Linked DNA regions of Hordeum vulgare: region 2 is linked to region 1. The links are chromatin contacts, called in public HiChIP or PLAC-seq maps. All regions are on one chromosome and are shown on one strand. Each heading gives the region's core, a stretch centred on a gene start, on an enhancer-like site or on the middle of the called end of the contact. The rest is flanking DNA. Distances are from core to core; before and after follow the strand shown.

What was found. HiChIP or PLAC-seq counts read pairs in DNA pulled down with a chosen protein or histone mark.
Region 2: a contact with region 1 is called in an H3K4me3 HiChIP or PLAC-seq map of embryo, with 6 times the contacts expected there. The contact joins the promoter of LOC123447915 here to the promoter of LOC123447911 in region 1. A contact is called at or near these places in 1 of 6 Hi-C or Micro-C datasets (seedling) and 1 of 1 datasets of contacts at active chromatin or transcription factors (embryo).

The regions. Positions count from the first base shown.
Region 1 is chr4H:70,135,334-70,140,154 of MorexV3_pseudomolecules_assembly, reverse strand. LOC123447911 reads left to right here and starts at 2,562. Exons shown (of 7, transcript XM_045124632.1): 1 at 2,562-2,935; 2 at 3,165-3,839; 3 at 4,624-4,821. The coding sequence starts at 2,707.
Region 2 is chr4H:70,462,681-70,467,384 of MorexV3_pseudomolecules_assembly, reverse strand. It overlaps LOC123447915 (B3 domain-containing protein Os11g0197600-like), which reads right to left and starts at 2,646. Exons shown (of 5, transcript XM_045124636.1): 1 at 2,157-2,646. The coding sequence starts at 2,396.

The DNA.
Region 1 (4,821 bases), core at 1,313-3,812:
ACTGCTACTGTGTTGCATCACCCTTTCCTCTTCAAGTGAAAAACCAACGCAAGCTCAAGAGGTAGCAGTCGCTCAATCCCACAATACCGTCAAATAAAAATAAGACAATGGAGGTAAGAAATATGAACATCAACACCCACAACTTCTTTGTGTTCTACTTGTGCATATCATCTATGCATAGACCAAGCTCATGGTGCCACTGTTGGGGAACAAAGCACGGGAAACAAAATTTTACTACGAAACGCCTGATACGTCCCCAACATATCTATTATTTTTATTGTTTCATGGTGATATATTATCATTCTAGTATGCTTTTGGAGTATTTATTTACCATTTTATATTATTTTTGATCACTAACCTATTGACTCAGTGCCCAGTGCCAGTTGTTGTTTTCTGCGTGTTTTTCACTTTGCAGGTTTTCCATACCAAATGAGGTCCAGTTGCCTTGAAACTTTTTGATGATTTTTTCTGGACCAAAAGAAGACCAACGAGCATCGGAAAAAGGCTAGAGGCCTCATAGGTGGCCCATAAGCTAACAGGGCACTGCCTTGGGGGCACTGATAGCTTGTGTCCCCCTCGTGGCCCTCCCGGCTCTGTTCTTCTGCTTATAAATTCTCATCTATCCTAAAAACACGAGAGGGAGTCCCGAAACACTTTTTTACGCCGCCACAAGTCTTTGTTCCGATGGGAGGCCATCTGGAGCTCCATTCCGGCACCTTGCCGGAGGGGGGATCGATCGCGGAGTGCCTCTTCATCAACCTTGATGCCCTCACGATGATGTGTCAGTAGTTCACCACAGACCTACGGGTCCATAGTCAGTACCTAGATGTCAATCTCTCTCTTTGATCTTCAATACAATGATCATCGCATCTTTGCTTTGATCCATATGATGTAATTCTTTTTGTGTGGTGCGTTTGTTGAGATACGATGAATTGTGGTTTTATGTTCAGATTATTCATGATAAATATTTGAGTCACCTCTGAATACTTATATGATTCTTATGTGCATGATTATGACAACTTCGTAATTCTCTCCGATCTACTGAAATACTTTGGCCAACTAGATCGGTATTTCTTCCGTGAGAGAGGTCCGTTGTGGTAGGTTTAACCTAGCGAATTTCTATATCCCATTGACAGAAGGGGACAAGATGCGTCTTTGTGTTGCTGCTACTAAGGATAAAACAATGGGTTTATTCATATTGTTTGAGTTTAGTTTGTCTACATCATGTCATCTTACTCTATGCATTACTTCGTTCGCCGTGAACTTAATACGTAGAGAGGCAAGCATAGAAGCGCTCTTGGAGTGAAGTAATAGTAATAGGTGCAGGTAGAAGTCGACCTATTTGTTTATGAACGAGATGCCTATATACACATGATCATTGCCGTGAATATCTCGCTTTTCTATCAATTGCCCAAAAGTAATTTGTTTACCCACAGTATGCTATTTTTCCATGAGAGATGCCATTAGGTAAAGCTATGGCCCCGTATCTATTCACAACATATTGATAGTACCTTCATTACCTTGCTATTATTTACTTGTTTTTATTTTATCTTGCTATCTATAATTATCTACACACCTCACTTGCTTGCAAATGACAAGACAAGAGGATTCACAACCCTCTTGTCCGTGTTGGGTGCAAGTTGTTTGTTCTTTTGTGTGCAACCATTGAAGTCGGTTGTGGTTGATATTTCTATTGGTTGGATAAACCTTGATTTCATAACTGAGGGAAATACTTACCCGTTTTATGCTGCGATAACCCGTTCCTCTTCACTAAAAGCCCAACGCAGATCATGAGTATCAACGCCCAAGATCTATTCTATGGAGATGCTAGCAACAAGAGGGAGATGTGTCTACATACCCTTGTAAACCGAAAGTGTTAACGATCTAGAGACGGTGGTTGGCGTAGTCGCACTCGCTTCGCGACCCCATCTGATCCAAGCACCGCACATGCGGCACCTATGAGTTTTGCAGAGGGTTGGTTCAGTGACGTATCCTCCTTCTTGATCCAGCAAGAGAGGGAGAATATGTAGATGATATCTGAGCCAACACGACGATGTTGGTTGTGGTGGTAAAAGCGGAATTCCGGTAGGGCTTCGCCAAGCGTGTATCGAAGAAACATGGAAGGGCTTGGGAGAGCCAATGGGCAAGGGTGAAGGGGTGGCTGCCTCAGGCGCTGCACATTGCAAGTGTGGTGCCTGTGTGCTAGGGCTGCACAACGGGGGTGGGGCTAGGGCTGTCTTCGGGATGCCACGCTCGCCAAGGTGCCTCCGCTGTCAGTCAGACGCTACATAGTGTAGTGTGGCATCCACTCTAGTGTTTCGTCGCCGGACACCATACAAAAAGATTAATCAAATTTGTTCATTTTGCTTACATGACATTTGACCTTTTGGGAAATAAGGGAGGAAGAACACGTTGTTTGATAAAAATATCCCGCTCTATGCCTAACATGTCGGCTCTCATCTCCGATCTCTCCCCTCTCACCAACCTCGCAGCCTAAGAGAGAGAGAGAGAGGAGAGATAGGTCTTTTTCTCCGGCTTCTCCCAACCCCATCACCGTCACGTGCAACTAACCACTCCCTCCAACCATCCCGATCAAATTACAAAAAAGCCCCTCCGTTTCACTCCGGTCCGCTTCCCCACCCACCGTCCTCCGTCCCGTACATGGTGGTGGTGGCCGAGCACCAGCAGTAGCACCGCCTCTGACTGATGGCGCAGTACAGGCAATCCGGCGGCGGTTTCTTCGACTCCCGCGGTGGCGCGACCCACCACCCGCTCCCGGACTACCACCGGGCCCACCCCTCCAAGCCCTCCCGGATCCGCCGTCCCGGCAAGCCCGCGCGCCGCCGCTCGCCGGCCGTTGCCGCAGCCTCCGCTGCAGTCCTGCTCCTCGCTGGCGTCTTCATCCTCTCGCGCCGCCTCTCTCGCGACCCCGCAGGTTGGTGGTTTCACTCGGATTCTCTGGGGATGGGTTTAGGCGGTCCGCCCCGCTCGGTGTTCTTGTTGCTTCGACAGGAGAGAGAGGAGAGTGGAAATGCCATCTTTGACGCTCTTGGGATCGTCCATGGCATGGTTGGATGTGAATGGACCACTGTCGATCCAAATTCTGTTCGGTTGATCTGGTTATCTGTTAGTTAATGCCATTACATGTCCGTATTGTTTTGCAGAGATCGGCGAAGATTCGGGCGGCGGGGAGGGTTTGCCGGAGTGGAACCGGAGCAAGAACTGGAAGGAGCTCAAGTTCGGCCATGGCGGTGGTGGCAGGAGTGCGCGGGATTCCAGGTACTGGGACCAGGATGATCGACGGCGTGACGAGGACTATTCGGAGGACGAGAAGGAGAAGATCTCGGGTGCTGGTGGAAACACTGGTGATGCTGGTGGCAGCAGTGAGAAAAGCGTGAGCTCTGATCCCGGAATCGAGGAGAAAGGGTTGACCTTGGACACCAGGGGTGGTGCTGACAAGGAGGTTCCAGAGTTGGCTGAAGGGGGAAAAGGAGGCACCTTATACAATGAGGGTGGCAGGAAAGAGCTGGAGCAGTATGAGGCAGCTTCTATGGGTGCCGTGAGCACGGGGATGAGGGAGGTTGATCCAGATGATGAGTATGATGATGGCATCGATGATCCCGATGATTCTCAGATGCATTCATCTGTTGGCAGGAAACTTGGTGATGGTATTCATGAGAGCATAGAGAAGGAAGAGAATGTTGCCTTGGAGAGACACATGAAAGCAGGTGGAAGGATTGGTGATGGTGGTGATGTTGTTAATACGGATCAAAAGAAAGCTTCAGGTACTGGTGATAAGAAACATGGGTCCAAGAAGAAACCAAAGCGTAAAAAGTCTGGTGAGTTGTTCTTCCTTTTCTAATTTGAAAGCTAGATTCGGGCAGTTTCAGTTTAGCATCATGATTTTCCTCCCTAAATTGGTGGAATTTTGATCCCATTTACTCAGGATACCGTTAGATTTTTGCTGTTACTATCCTAATAGCTTTATGAGGTGATTCAGCTAGATAAGTAGCTATATATTGCACGCTATTTTTCTGCTGTATGAGATCATTATTATTTTAGAAACATGAAATGTGATTGTAAGTATCTAATAGGGGATGCTGTTAGCATGCATAAGATGTGTATGTACCTAATGACTATTCAAGTGTTGCGTCATGAATAAAATATGAGCATGCGTATTGTACCCAGTGGCTTTCATAAATATTATGACATGCATAACATGACCGTAATATTGGATGTCTTGGACATGTTAGACCGCCAACTGATAGGTTTGTGGCATAACATTTTCATGGTTTGCTGTTGGATTTAAATAAAAAATATGGTGCTGATGTTGGATGCCCAAGTTTTTGCCTGGTGAATTAACTGAAAATGTTTGCACGCAATGGTATCATGATATATTTGTTGTATTATTTATGCAAGTCAAAATCAGTATATCTGAGCTTTATTATTAGGTCTATCAGTACCTTTGCTATATTTGATAATTTGCCTTACTATAAATTCTATTGATATCAAATATGACACTCTTTTTGCAATCAAGCTTGTTTCATGTCTTTATTATCTAGTCATAATTTTTTTAGCCTCTGTTCTTGATGGTTACCTAATTAGTTGGAATATATTAACCAGGTTCAACTTGTGAAATGAGGTTCCTAAACTCCACTGCACAACTTGTAGAGCCTGCAAAAAATGAAAAATTCGGTAGCTTTAAGTTGGAGTATGTAGAGGTTGAACAAAAACCAGTTGGATCAGAATATTGGGAGCCAAGATTTGCTGGCCACCAGACTCTACAGGAAAGAGAGGAGTCATATGTAGCTCATGACCAAC
Region 2 (4,704 bases), core at 1,397-3,896, 330 kb before region 1:
GACTAGATGCCACCCAATGATACTACGCCATTAAAACAAGCCTGGAATAACAGCCGAAAATATGAAAAATATTCACAACACGTTGCCACGACATCTGAATAGTACTTGTTCCATGCACCAGACGAAAAATTAATGCATAATGCATCTTACACATGGTGAATTAATACAAGACGCTGGCTACCGTTAAACCAAGCAATGATTTACACAAACAGTATAATAAATATAAAAACTTTCTATTTTAAGTATCATATCTATCATGCTGGGGAAATGATTTCAGATATCAGTTTTGTCAATAAAGAACATATTATTACTAGTGTACTTAACACTAAGTTCAAATGAGTTCAGAAAAGAGTATGCTCAATTTGTCCCTCTATCTCGGATTTGTTTTCCATAGGGTGATGCGATGAGAACATCACCATTTCACCACTACCTAACGCCAGCACAAAAATTCTATTCCTAGTGAATAAACAATTAGAAGTTACTCCTCGTTAAGGGATTAAAGAGGCAATGAGAAGAAACCAAGCTTTTCTTAATTATATGCACTCCAACACATCCGATTTGTACTTATGACTTCGGGCATTCTTGAAAAGAAGTACTCCCTCTGTTGACAGATATAAGATGTTTTAACTTTTTTTCTTAATCAGATGTATATAGATACATTTTAGTGTGTTTGTTCACTCATTTCAGTCCGCATGTAGTCCATAATGAAATATCCAGAACATCTAATATTTGTGAACCAAGGGACTATGAGTTAATCTAAAAACTAGTTGTCTCTTTGTTTCTATTTTACTTCCTCTCTTACAAATAAACCTGAGAATGCTTATTAAAAAACCGGGCGTAACGGTTCGGTTCTTACTTTGGGTTTGATTGGTTCAGGTTTTATTGGGCTGAGCTTTTTTTAGTTTGGTTTTGGTTTGGGTATGTGGAGAAACCAGTTTGGGTATAGTTGGTTATGGGTTTAAACAGTTTGGTTATTAGCGGTTATAAACTATGGATCCAAACAGGTTTCTAGGCATTGGTTATGTGCAATAACCAACGACGACCGAGAACGTGTATCTTTGATACGCGTGCATGATGTAATGCAGTATGTAATTATGTATCATGGGGAAACACCACATGAAAATCGGAAGTATTTGCTTGTGCTTTGGCTAAGCAATTTGGTTTTAATACACTTGTGAGTGAGCTTTTCAGCCGTGGCCATTTTCTTTTTGCCTCTTGCTATATGCTAACTGTATCTCAAGGATAACTTTGTTCCCAAACTGTCGTAGATGCACTTATGCCTTTTCTATCTCATTTGCTTCTTAACATGTCAATTTGTGCAATCATATGTACATTGAAGCAAAGCCATAGTTATGTACTGGGTTTAAACCCACGGTTATGTATTGGGTTTAAATTGGTTTGGGTGGAAAAAATAGTGGGTTCAGTTTTGGTTGGGCTGAAAATGACATTAAATGGGTATGGCTCAAGTATGGTTTTAAGAGATAAATGTACGGTTATGGTTCAAGTATAAAACCATTCTCAGGTTTACTTACAAATGTGTGGAATCACATATATGTTGATGCTGTAAACGCATGAAGGCAGCAATTATATCAATAGCCAAAATACCACTTATTCACACAAAATGTCAACTATGCATTATCTGTAGAAGCATGGCAAAGCAGAGCAATAACTCTAACCAGCTAAATGAAACACAGAGTAAACTGTTCCATTCTCATCAAGGACAACTGAACTAAGAAAGATTGACAAAAAAAGATACTCCTAATGCTGGAAGCCGAATGGCATCCGTGCTCAAGAATGTACATCCACCGAGGAAATTCCCCTGACACCAGACAGAGTGGATCAATCCAAGGGAACACTTCATCTATTCCCACATCCAAAAGCAGAACCAGCTTGGAATCTTCCAAACAACATTGCACAAGACAAGATTCACAAAACACGATAGGTAAACATCCAGTCCACCTTTAGCATCAGATGCACAATAAAACTATAAAAAGAAAAACCTAGGTCAGATACAACTCTATGTATTTTCTCTTTCTGGAATTTAACCAAATGGGCTCGCTAACAACATCCGACGGATAGCCGATTCCGGTCGATCGAAGAATCAAGCAGTACTACGCCGAGCACTGAATTAATCAAGGATTTCAAGAAGCGCTCACCAATCTATCCCCGTACAGCTGCGGCAGGAACACCCTGGCGAATTGCTGACCGAACTTGCCGCCTTCTCCGCCATTCTCCCCCTCCCTCTCCTTCCCCTTCCCCTTCTCCTTCTCCGCCGCCGCCTCCCTTCTCTCCCGCTCCCGCTCCTCCCGCCACGCGCTCTCCTCCTCCTCCCGCCGCCTCCGGTCCCTCTCCTGCAGCTCCCGACGCCTGCTCCCCACCATGCCCGACAAAAGCATCTGCTTCTCTCACCCAACCCCTCTACTCTCCGCAGAGATGTCGGCGAGCCCGAGGTTTATAAGCTTCAGTTACCAGTGGAGCGCGGAGCGAGCGAGGCTGCCCCGTTCAACCCCGGAATCAGCACTCACTCACGGCGACGGTGGGTCTCACCGCCCCTGATTCTCAGCGTGGGTTTTAGCGACAGATCCCCGACCCCGATTGGTCAAAAGTCATTTCACGGAAAGGGAGCATGCCTCAAGCTAGGGGTGAAAGGGCCGGACCTGATGGGTGATGGCCCTCTTTGGGCAGTGTGCGGCAGAGCGGATGCGTTCGTGCGTCCATGTGCATGAGTGCATAGATGGATTCTTTTTTTTTTCAACTTTTTTTTCTTCCGTGCCTTATTTATGCTGTTGAGGAAGAAATATTCCTCTGTTGACCCCCTCTAATTCGTGCATTCACGCTCCTTTTATTTTGGATTTGGGAGCATTCATGTTCCTTTGTCACCCGAGATCGTGACATTCTCGTTGACCCCCTCTAATGGTGTGTATTTGTTGTAATGAAGTTGGACCTTCTGGTTACATTCTCGTTCAATTGAATTACGTGCAGGCGCTACTGACCCGGCATCCTAGATTTGAGGGGTGGCTATGAATGAGATGGTCTAGGATAATCTTGCATTGTGTACATCAAATCCTACAACAATGGTTGAAACATCTGGTCGACGGTGGCGAGGCGATGCTCGTCAATTGCGTGGAAGAATTTCTCTCGGTTCTATGGTCGTTCACGCGATATTGATTGGCGCCGGTGGAGGGAGTGTGAAGCTTCGGTCACGGTAAGGTCTTGTGCTTCATTTCTTTCCTACGATTTGTGTAGGTGGTGTTCGACGTCGTTGTTAGGTGAAGTGGAGGTGATGGTATGTGTATTGGTCTTCTAGTTTCTTCTCTATCCGACGATGTGTTGGCAGCTTCAGCTTTGTTGGGAAGCTAGCGAGGCAAGGCCTCCTCAGTTTAGTTTGGATAGATCTGTGATGGTTATTCAGAACCATCATCGCTTGCTTCTCTAGTATGGCGATCACATCCTGACTTCGCTATTGAATTACGTCAAGGCGCTACTGACCTGGCATCCTAGAATTGAGTGGTGGCTATGAATGAGATGGTCTAGGATGATCTTGCATTGTGTACATGAAATCCTACAACAATGGTTGAAACATCTTGTCGACGGTGGCGAGGCGATGCTCGTCAATTGCGTGGAAGAATTTCTCTCGGTTCTATGGTCGTTCACGCGATATTGATTGGCGCCGGTGGAGGGAGTGTGAAGCTTCGGTCACGGTAAGGTCTTGTGCTTCATTTCTTTCCTACGATTTGTGTAGGTGGTGTTCGACGTCATTGTTAAGTGAAGTGGAGGTGATGGTCTGTGTATTGGTCTTCTAGTTTCTTCTCTATCCGACGATGTGTTGGCAGCTTCAGCTTTGTTGGGAAGCTAGCGAGGCAAGGCCTCCTCAATTTAGTTTGGATAGATCTGTGATGGTTATTCAGAACCATCATCGCTTGCTTCTCTAGTATGGCGATCACATCCTGACTTCGCTATTGAATTACGTCAAGGCGCTACTGACCTGGCATCCTAGAATTGAGTGGTGGCTATGAATGAGATGGTCTAGGATGATCTTGCATTGTGTACATGAAATCCTACAACAATGGTTGAAACATCTTGTCGACGGTGGCGAGGCGATGCTCGTCAATTGCGTGGAAGAATTTCTCTCGGTTCTATGGTCGTTCACGCGATATTGATTGGCGCCGGTGGAGGGAGTGTGAAGCTTCGGTCACGGTAAGGTCTTGTGCTTCATTTCTTTCCTACGATTTGTGTAGGTGGTGTTCGACGTCGTTGTTAGGTGAAGTGGAGGTGATGGTCTGTGTATTGGTCTTCTAGTTTCTTCTCTATCCGACGATGTGTTGGCAGCTTCAGCTTTGTTGGGAAGCTAGCGAGGCAAGGCCTCCTCAGTTTAGTTTGGATAGATCTGTGATGGTTATTCAGAACCATCATCGCTTGCTTCTCTAGTATGGCGATCACATCCTCACTTCGCTATTGAATTACGTCAAGGCGCTACTGACCTGGCATCCTAGAATTGAGTGGTGGCTATGAATGAGATGGTCTAGGATGATCTTGCATTGTGTACATGAAATCCTACAACAATGGTTGAAACATCTTGTCGACGGTGGCGAGGCGATGCTCGTCAATTGCGTGGAAGAATTTCTCTCGGTTCTATGGTCGTTCACGCGATATTGATTGGCGCCGGTGGAGGGAGTGTGAAGCTTCGGTCACGGTAAGGTCTTG